Linked DNA regions of Mus musculus: region 2 is linked to region 1. Evidence: chromatin contacts called from public promoter capture Hi-C data. All regions are on one chromosome and are shown on one strand. Each heading gives the region's core, a stretch centred on a gene start, on an enhancer-like site or on the middle of the called end of the contact. The rest is flanking DNA. Distances are from core to core; before and after follow the strand shown.

Region 1 (4,792 bases), core at 1,446-3,945:
AACCTCACACCACCAAAGGTGGGGCGCAGAAACCCAGGTGTTAGGAGAACAGACTCTGTCCCTGAAAGTTGCCCTCTGACTTCTATGTGCACACAGGGACCCGAATGTGCATGCACACACATGTACATGTGCATACAAACAAAATAAGAAAGTGTAAAACATAAACGGTAGAGGGAGCTGGGGCTGCAGCTGAGTGGTGGCTACTTGGCTAGTGTGTGCGAGGTCATGAATTCAACATCAGGACGACAACAGCCATAGAAGAAGGCTCAGAAGCTGTGGGTGTTGTTGAAGTTGTTAGCTGGCTAGGCGAGTTTTAGCTCAGTATACAGTGCTTGCTTAGAAGGCTAACGGGCTGTAGGCCCAATCCTCAGCCCTCCACCCCTCCCCCCAAAATATAGTAACAATGTTTCTGGGACAACCCCAGCAGCAAACAGTAAAGTGTTAGGGTGCAGCTCTGAGCTAACATTCTTAACTAGAATGTCTTTCTTTACTGCCAGCCGATGTTTGTGTGGCAGAGGTAACACTGGTTACAGGTTGGCTCTGATTTCCCCGCAGGCACACCCAGCATTTCCAGACCAAGGTTTCCAGCATAGAGAGGAGACTGTTTCACTGCCCCATACCCTGCTAGACCTCTCCCCACTACACAGGACACAAAAGCCAGCTTGTTGGCAACTTACAGCAGTGAAATGACTCCATGGAAAAAAAATTAACTGATTATTGGCTACAGGCAAGGCCTCCTGCTTGCACAGGAAGCTAAAAGCCTAGAAAACTCTCTACGGACACAGACAAGTTATCAGAGGCCCATGAGCAAGTCGTAACACCAACACTTCTTCTGAGTTTAAAATATGCACATCTGAATTTTTTTCATGTTCAAAAGTTTGGAAGTGTGTGTGTTTCACCCAAGTGACTTTATAATCAAAGAGTAAATGACACATGCGACCGATGAACTTAGGAAGCAAAACCTTACTGCTCATTTTGTGAAGACTTCCAAGAAGTTTGTCCCCAGCTGCGCTTAAGCAGGGGTACCGTGCGCTTACAATTGGACACTTGGTGGGCATCGCACACCTGAGCTGCTGTCTCCTCTGCTCTCGTCACCTCCTCAGTTACGCTTTCTTCTCATGTCTGTTGTCTCTATACTTGTAGTCTCTAAACCTTGGGTTACAGCTTCAAAATTTACAAAGTCTACTAAAAAGGCACAAAAAGAAAAAAAAAAGTTACCAACCACTTGATAAAGGGACGTGACTACCACACCAAGGGCGGCAAACACCATTCCAAGCGAATGAAACTTCACATCGTAATAAGAATTTAGGATTACACCTACAGTAATAGGAATCTGCAAAGACAAAGAGGCAAATGCTGTGAGATTAAATTCAAGAATGATGTCTTACAACACTAAGGAAACATAACAGTGGGGCTGGGGTGGGGGAGCACTGTAAGTTTTCTTTGGGGAAAACTGCCAATCCTTCTCTACAGAGATTCACATACAACTCTACATCTGGAAGAAAATATGAATCCGTGCGTTGTGCTTTGTAAGGAAACAGGACACACATTTACAGGGAATAAAATAATCCCCCAAACCAGTACTTAACACATAAGCATAAACAAGGAAGGAGGAAAGCATTATGACTGGAAAAACGAAAAAACCACTAAGTGCTAATGTTATTTTAACGAATCTCCTTTTATGTAAACACAAGGCACCCCAGCAGTGTGCCACTGAAGGTGTATTCCGAGGTATTTTATGCTAAACCATTTCATGTTTATCACTTCTGGTTCGATTTCCTGGGGATATTCTTTTCTTTCCAGGTTGAGCTTTCGCAGATATCCTGACACACTGAACTGTTCCATTAAGGCAGCTCTCTCCCTCATCAATCCCAGCAGTTAAAGATTTCTATCAGGAACACACCCATTTACTAAATAGCAGCGGAGTGTCGAGATGGCCTTTTCCACCCCTCCCCAAACAAGCTTCTTATAAGGGCCTGGCTCGTGTGTGGAGTAAAGATTATGGGAATGGGCTTCCGTCGTGCCAGGCTATAAGCAAGGTGTATTCAGTTTTCCCGGGGAGAAAGGCAGCCAGGTAGCTGGGCAGGGACAGGCTCGCGCAGCGGCAGCGGCAGCTACTCACCAGCGTGAGCTGTATTCTGACGGAGAATCTCTTCTGGTACCAGAAGGTTTGGATGGCTATGATCACCGGCGTGGTCATGGCCTTGGCCAGCTGATAGGTGCCTATGGTGTTGTTCTGCAGAGAAAGGTTGGTGAAGACCACAAAGCCACAGAAGCTGAGGGCCAGGAGGAGGAGCTTGGAGAGCGGCAGACTTTTGGGGGCAAAGATGTTCAGTTTCTGGCAGATGTACAAGCCCAGCCAGGTGACCACGAAGTGCACCAGGGTCAGGCTCATGTTGGGGAAGCCGTGGTGTACATAGATCCATTTGTTGAGGAACACGATGCAGATGGACACCAGCAGGTTGAACAGGAGCCCGGCGGCGATGCGCCCGTTGCCCCGGACCCGGTCCGCCAGCGATGCCATGATGCCCGCCGGCTGCGGAGCAGCGTCCTCGGCCGAGCCCGGGCTGTCCAGCCTCCCCGCGGGGCGCTCGGACGCTCTCCCGCTGTCCCGGCTCTCCGCCGCCGCGCGCCCGCAGCCGCCCGCTCCACGGTCCGGCCGGAGACAGGCATGCGCCAGCCGGGTCCCGGTCGCTGCGCCGCGAGGTAATAGGCCGCCGCCCTCCGAGCGGGTCCGCCACGGCTCCTCCCAGCCCCGCCCCCGCGCAGCCACGTGATTCCGCCGCGCAGGCGCGCTCGGCGCTCCGCTGGGTTGCTTAACTCGGCTGGAGGGAAGCCCTTGGCTCCCAGGGAAGATTAGTTTCTGTGGCCGATTCCCCGACTTACTGGGAGGCGCAGATTCCCCGCCAGTTTTACTCTCCACGTTGCTGAGCTGTTTTAATCCTCTGAAGGGGGGCAGAGCATTACTTACTGAAAGCATATTTTAAAATATCTTTAAAAGTCTAAACAGGCCGGGCGGTGGTGGCGCACGCCTTTAATTCCAGCACTCAGGAGGCAGAGGCAGGCGGATTTCTGAGTTCGAGGCCAGCCTGGTCTACAGAGTGAGTTCCAGGACAGCCAGGGCTATACAGAGAAACCCTGTCTCGAAAAACCAAAAATAACCGTCTAAACAGGTAAGAGTGGATGGACAACTAACTGTCGTCTACTGTAGATTTAAACATATTTTGGCGTATTTGCCTCGAAAAACTTTAAACCACAGAATTTTTTACCCACGAAGTTTTTTTTTTTTTTTAGTAAAACCTAAGAAGCAAGTACATTTACCTGTATGCCCAAGATATTAATTGCACTTCTAAGAGGCATATTATAGTAGCAAGCATGCAGTCCAGTTTCAAAGTTACAGAGCTGGAGAGGAAGTGAAAAATTATATATTTTTGGTTTTGTTTTTCGAGGCCGAGAACTCATTCAGGCTAGACTCGATCTCAATATTCACTTTTATTCACACTGTTACAATATGAGAGTGGTATTTCTCATCTGCAAACGTCAAATACCAACTCAAAGTCTGTCCACACTGATTGAAAACGTGGACCCCCCACTTTTACAATGTTACAGGGATTAAATAGAGCAGACTTGGAAGTCTCTACAGAGCTAAGGATGACACAGAACGGATCTCCCTGCTTCCACCCATTGAAGTGTCACATGCCTTGCAACTAATGTGTAGTTTTAAGTTTTGGACACTATTTCATAGGTTTTTATGATCTGTTTGCTTATGTCTCTGCCCGTTTTCTCCAGGATACCGTTTTTTTCTAATTGGCACTGAAAAGAAGGTCTTTGCATCAGAGGCACAAGAGACTCTTTGATGAATTTTCCACAGTTAATTACGTGTGTGTGTGTGTGTGTGTGTGTGTGTGTGTGTGTGTGTGTGTGTGTGTGTGTATGGGTGCCTGTGTGACGGTCAGAGGATAACTCGGAGTCAGTTCTCTCCGTCCACCAGATGGACTGAATTCATGCTGTAGGGTTTGGGAAGCAAGCACCTTTACCAGATGCCGTCATATCAGCTACGTTCCTCTTTCGTACCGCATTTTTTTTAGAGAATTGCCCGTTTACTTAGATGTCTTGTCTTAGTTGGGGAGGAAAGGGTTTGTTTGGCTTACACGTAGCTGTTTATCACCAAAGGGAGTTAGGACTGGAACTCATTCATACAGGGCAGAAACCTGGAGGCAGGAGCTGATGGAGGCCAGGGAGGGGTGCAGCTTAGGGCTTGCTCCGCCTCACCCCCCACCCATCATCTCAGGGATGGCTCCACCCACAATGGGCTGGCCCCTCCCCCAAATCACTAATTAAAGGAAATGACTTACAGCTGGATCCTGTGGAGACATGTTTTCAGTTGAGGCTCCCCCTTTCAGATTACTTTAGTTTGTGTTGCCATAAGACCAGCACACGTTCAACTATTCGTCCATTTCATCTATAGTTACTTGAATTTATTATAAACATTAGCTTTTCCATTTTCTCTCTGCTGCTTGTTGTGCTGGTTGTTTTGTTTTGTTTTGTTTTGTTTTGTTTTTTTGTCAACTTGACACAAGCTAGAGTCAATTTGGGAAGAGAGACGCTCAATTAAGAAACTGCTGCCAGCAAGTCAGCCAGAAGATGAGCCCGTGGGACATTTTTTTCAAATGTTACTCCATGTGGGAGGCTCAGCTTACTGGAAAGTGCCATCTTTCTGTAGGTGGTTCTGGGTTAGATCAAGCAGGCTGACCAAACCCTAGGAAGCAAGCTGCCAGGAAGCAGTTACTAG
Region 2 (4,792 bases), core at 1,603-4,102, 1.4 Mb after region 1:
ATATTTCACTATTAAAGAGCATTTATTGACAAAAATTACAGTATCCCTGTAACCGCAAAGGTAAAAAAAAAAAAATTAGCATGATAGAAATGTATCCCCAGCTGGACAGTGGTGGCGCACACCTTTGATCCCATCACTCAGTAGGCAGAGGCAGGCAGATTTCTGAGTTCGAGGCCAGCCTGGTCTACAGGGTGAGTTCCAGGACAGCCAGGGCTACACAGAGAAACTCTGTCTTGAAAAACAAAAACAAAAAAAAGAAATGTATCCCCAATCTGCCAATCATGAGTAAATATACACATTACTGAGAGCAATGCAGATCAGAGAACAAACTACAAAAGATGTGACTCGCCCATGGGGTGGCTCTTTCCGTCCTCTCTCCTCCAACATGGACAAACCTCCCCAGCAAGGCCGTACCAACCTCCATAGAAAGAAACTCAACCAAGCATGGACCAACCATACAAATACATGAACCAACAGGGGCCATTCTCCTTCAAAACACGAAAAAGGGAGGCACGGTAACCATAGTGACAAGAAGTGACAGAAAGACAGAGGTTATGTGGCGCACACACATCTGTCTTACACCCCAGGGATAGTAGTGGGGCAGAAGCTTAATAGTTCATACTTCCAGTGAGAATGTTTCTACATGGCCAAAACTCCAACAAAGATAGAAAAGAGCGTATAATCCACGAATCACTTACTAAAACAAACTCTTTTAAACGTCAAAGCTACATGTTTTCTTCGGGGGTGGGGGTGTTTTGTCTGCATTAAGATGCCTTCCTATCAGTTAGGATAAGAATATCCGTTGCAATGTTTCTTGAAATAATATATCAGAACCGATTTTTTTGTTGACTAACACATCAAAGACAACTTTAGATGCATCAAAACACAGACTTCTTTCATGAATTTGACCAAGACAGAGCTCAAATTTGAGCCTTCACCCCTCTCCCTGTACCTTCCTTCTGTGTACTGTGACTGTTGGCTTATCTTTGGTTGGTCTGTTATGTCTGCCTCCTGAATGTTGTCTGATGCCTCATGGTCCCTGTGTCTGCCTGCCTCTGTCAGAGGCCTTTGCTCTGTATTTATTGAGCAGCATAGAAAACATGACATGGGAATGGAATGAGGGATACTTTACAGAAATCTTTAACAGAGCCTTACTGGGCAAGAAGTCATTTTGATGACCCTAAGTGACCCCAAAGCACTCATAAAAGCAAACAGTCTTGCAAACAGAAACTATCAAGCTATATCCTCAAGTTATTGCCAACATTTATGGCAGATATTTGTTGTATCAGGCTGTTTTCTAGAATGGCTGCTACCACGTAAGTGCTAGGTAGTTTTATGACACAAGCTAGAGATATCTGAAAGGAGGGAGCCTTTGAGAAAGTGCCTGCATAAGATCCAGATGTAGGGCATTTTTAAAATTACTGATTGATAGGGGAGGGCCCAGCCTATTGGGCTACCTACCCCTAAGCTGGTGGTTTTGGGTTCTCTAAGAAAGCAGGCCGAGCAAGCCAGTAAGCAGCACTCCCTCCGTGGCCTCTTCAATGGCTTCTGCCTTTGGGATTCTGGACTGTCTGAGTTCCCGTCCTGACTTCCTCCAGTGGTGGACTGGAATCTGGAAGTATAAGCTGAGTCTAAGACGAGTAAACCCTTTCTTCCCCAACTTGCTTTTGGTCTTGGTGTTTTCATCACAGCAACAGAAATCTTACCTAACACACACTCACGCATGCGCGTGCACATCCTTTTGAGCCAAGGACATGGAAGAGTAAAGCTTTTTCGGTGGCTTAGGTTTTGAAGGCTGATGGCATGGGAAATTCAAAGCACAGAAAGGCTGGTCCTTACAGTGTTTTCCTAAAGGCTACTTAAACTTAGGTTGCATACATGGGAAGATAGCAAGCTCCATCTTGGTGATCTCACCATGCGTTGCTATCTTGGCTGTGAGTTCTAACAATGGTCCAATCTTTTGGGGGGCGGTCAGGAGATATTTTCATAAAGTCGTATCGCCACACAAATCTACATCATGGTCATCTACTGTGTATTATACTAGAGTACTTTCAGAGAACGAAGCACACATATGACTACGAACGTGAGGTTCTTTAAGCTACATTGATACATTTTAAGCAAGAGGACTCACATGACCAAGCCAGTAAGAAAAGGAATCTGCAGGCCAATTATAGAACAAACCTCCAAGTTATATGTTTAAATTATTCTTGGTATGCTACAATAGAGAGTCAGGAGCGATGTTCCGAGAACTAGAGGGAACACTGGAGTCACACACAAAACAGAGACTTGCTTTTTCTAAGATATATCCTTTCTAAAAGTTCACTCTTTGAACTTTCTGCTATGAAGCAATCACCGATCCAAAAGGACAGTGAGTTCTCAAATAAAAAGCTTCCCACATACAAGCAATAGCCTCAGATGGAGCTACCGCAATGAACATGTCTATACTAAGAAGCACACACACGAAACCGCCATCTGTAATTATCTAGAGATATGGAAGTTATTTGTTCATTTTCTCACCCGTTCGCTCTACTCACCATTTATGAAGTATATTATTATGTATGTCCTATACATTAATAGTACAACAAAGTCAGCACATAAAACCTACTTGGAGGTTTGTTCTATAATTGGCCTGAAAAATCTTTCAAGGAGGAGCCTAAATTCAAGGTCAACCTGCGACTCAGTTAATCCTCCCCTGGGAGGTCAGACATCTTTTTAGGAAACTGGCCAGGCAGTCTGAAAGCCTGAGGGAAAGTGCCTGTCTGTGCTATTTTGGGGGAAGTGTGTTTACAAGGAAGCTCTGAGCCCTTATCACCTCTGAAGCTCGAGATTAGACTGCACTTGCCCAGTAACTTCCCTCCCGACCTGCTCTGCGCTGGAAGCACCCGCACTCCTATGAAGCTAAGTTGATCTTCTCTCTCAGACAAAGGAACCCGGAGTCTGTGTGTCTCTCCAGTGACTCTTCTTCTCTTCCTTTTGCTTTACTGTACACGGCTGTTCAGCTCTGTAGGAAAGGCACAGATAAGGAACTTACAACCATAGCTAATAATTGTGCATTCTAAGGTGGTGAGGGTTGTTATGTAATAAGCAGGGCAGTTATAAGAGCCAAAAATAAAAGGATTAGTTTAAGGAAAGACATCTAAGATAAAAGGGATGATCAAGGTGGTTGTCTGGCTGAGACAGAGCTCTTACGGAGGACAGTGTTCCAGGAGCCAGGGCAAATGTCTTGAGGTGGGAGTGTACCTGGAACCATTGAGTAACAGCCAGGAAGCTAGGAGAGATGCAGCCACGTGGATAGTGGCTAGGGGTAGCTTAAGTCAGAAAGGTAATGGACAGCTAGATCCTGGAGGGACTTGTATGCTCTAGGAAAGGGTCTGCTTTTCTGAGTAAAATTGAGGGCTCTAAGTTGTAGACTGGTATAACTAGATTCACATGTTAAAAGTCCATTCCAATTCCTCTGCTGAGACGGGATGTGAGGGCTAAAGTTATGTTTTAAGATTAAATTGCTCCCGGGCAGTGGTGGTGCATGCCTTTAATCCCAGCACTTGGGAGGCAGAGGCAGGTGGACTTCTGAGTTCGAGGCCAGCCTGCTTTACAGAGCGAGTTCCAGGACAGCCAGGGCTACACAGAGAAACCCTGTCTCGATAAACCAACCCCCACCCCCACCCCCCACCCCCCAAAATTAAATTGCTACAGGTTGGAGAAGTGGCTCAGTTGTTAAGAGCACTGACTGCTCTTCCAAAGGTCCTGCGTTCAATACTCAGCAGCCACATGGTGGCTCAAAAACATCTATAATAGAATCCGATGCTGCCTTCTGGTGTGTTTGAAGACAGCTACAATGTACTCATATAAATAAAATAAATAAATCTTTTTTAAAAAGATTAAATTACTATGCTTAAGAGATCTGTCAGACAATAAATGTCTCTAACTCTAATTCAGTTCTGTGTCATCAGGCTGGAGATGCTTTGTAAGACATCAAAATGATGGTGCCAACTAGGCACTTGGTTCTACATGGCTCAGATTCAGGGGAAAAGAAACAAATGGAGAAATAAGTAGTGGAGACATTAATTTCAGAGTTATAGGTATACAGGCAATATGTAAATTACTAGGAGTTGACTGGCCCACAAAGGGAGTATGAGTCCCAAAGTCTTAGTCCTGGTATGTACTCACCACCGAGACAAAGTGGTGAGCAACAAGGACCAAGCAGAGAGCTGATTAGTGATCTTTTCTGACCTGAATGATGGTCCCATGAATGTATTCTCTTTTTGATAATTCATTGAGCCATAACTCATACTTAGCCCTATGTATGCTATTCTTGAATAAAGTTTTAGCCCTCCTTTCTATTCCTTTGCTTTTTCTGCTCCCCACTATTCTCTCTGGAATCATAGAGACATTAACCACCTCAAAAAATTTTTTGACATCCCTACAGTTTCACTTTCTTTCAAGTCTGATTGACTCTTCTTCCGAAAATGTGGCTAGCTTCAGAACTAAGGCACCGTAATTTTTCCTTTTTAAATTTAAACTTAAAATTTTTTTTATCTGTGGTGTTTTGTTTGCATGTATCTGTATCCAGCACGTGTGCCTCATGCCCAGAGAAGCCAGAAGAGGAGAGCATCAGCTATGCTAGGACTAGAGTTATAAATGGTTGGGAGCCACCACGTGGGTGCTGGGGATTGAACCCAGGTCCTCTGGAAGAAAAGCAATGACTCTCGCCCATTGAACCTCCTCTCTAGGTATAAATACTGAATACTAAAAGCAGCTTATCTGAGACCCCACTATTTAAGCTGACATGGAA

What was found. Promoter capture Hi-C pulls out the DNA fragments that hold promoters and counts their contacts.
Region 2: a contact with region 1 is called in a promoter capture Hi-C map of liver, with 4 times the contacts expected there. The contact joins the enhancer-like site here to the promoter of Slc35e3 in region 1. A contact is called at or near these places in 5 of 39 promoter capture datasets (the C10 cell line, cranial neural crest, hippocampal neurons and 1 more).

Annotation. Positions count from the first base shown.
Region 1 is chr10:117,743,663-117,748,454 of GRCm38.p6, forward strand. Slc35e3 (solute carrier family 35, member E3) reads right to left here and starts at 2,696. Exons shown (of 5, transcript NM_029875.2): 1 at 2,123-2,696; 2 at 1,223-1,333. The coding sequence starts at 2,524.
Region 2 is chr10:119,189,924-119,194,715 of GRCm38.p6, forward strand. No RefSeq gene overlaps it. Among named protein-coding and RNA genes, the nearest start is that of Cand1, 48 kb to the right of the region's middle. Within about 2 kb of position 2,853, at least 27 of the 459 cell types and tissues checked have an H3K27ac peak or open chromatin away from gene starts, as enhancers often do. A contact at or near this core is called in liver, where this site is marked.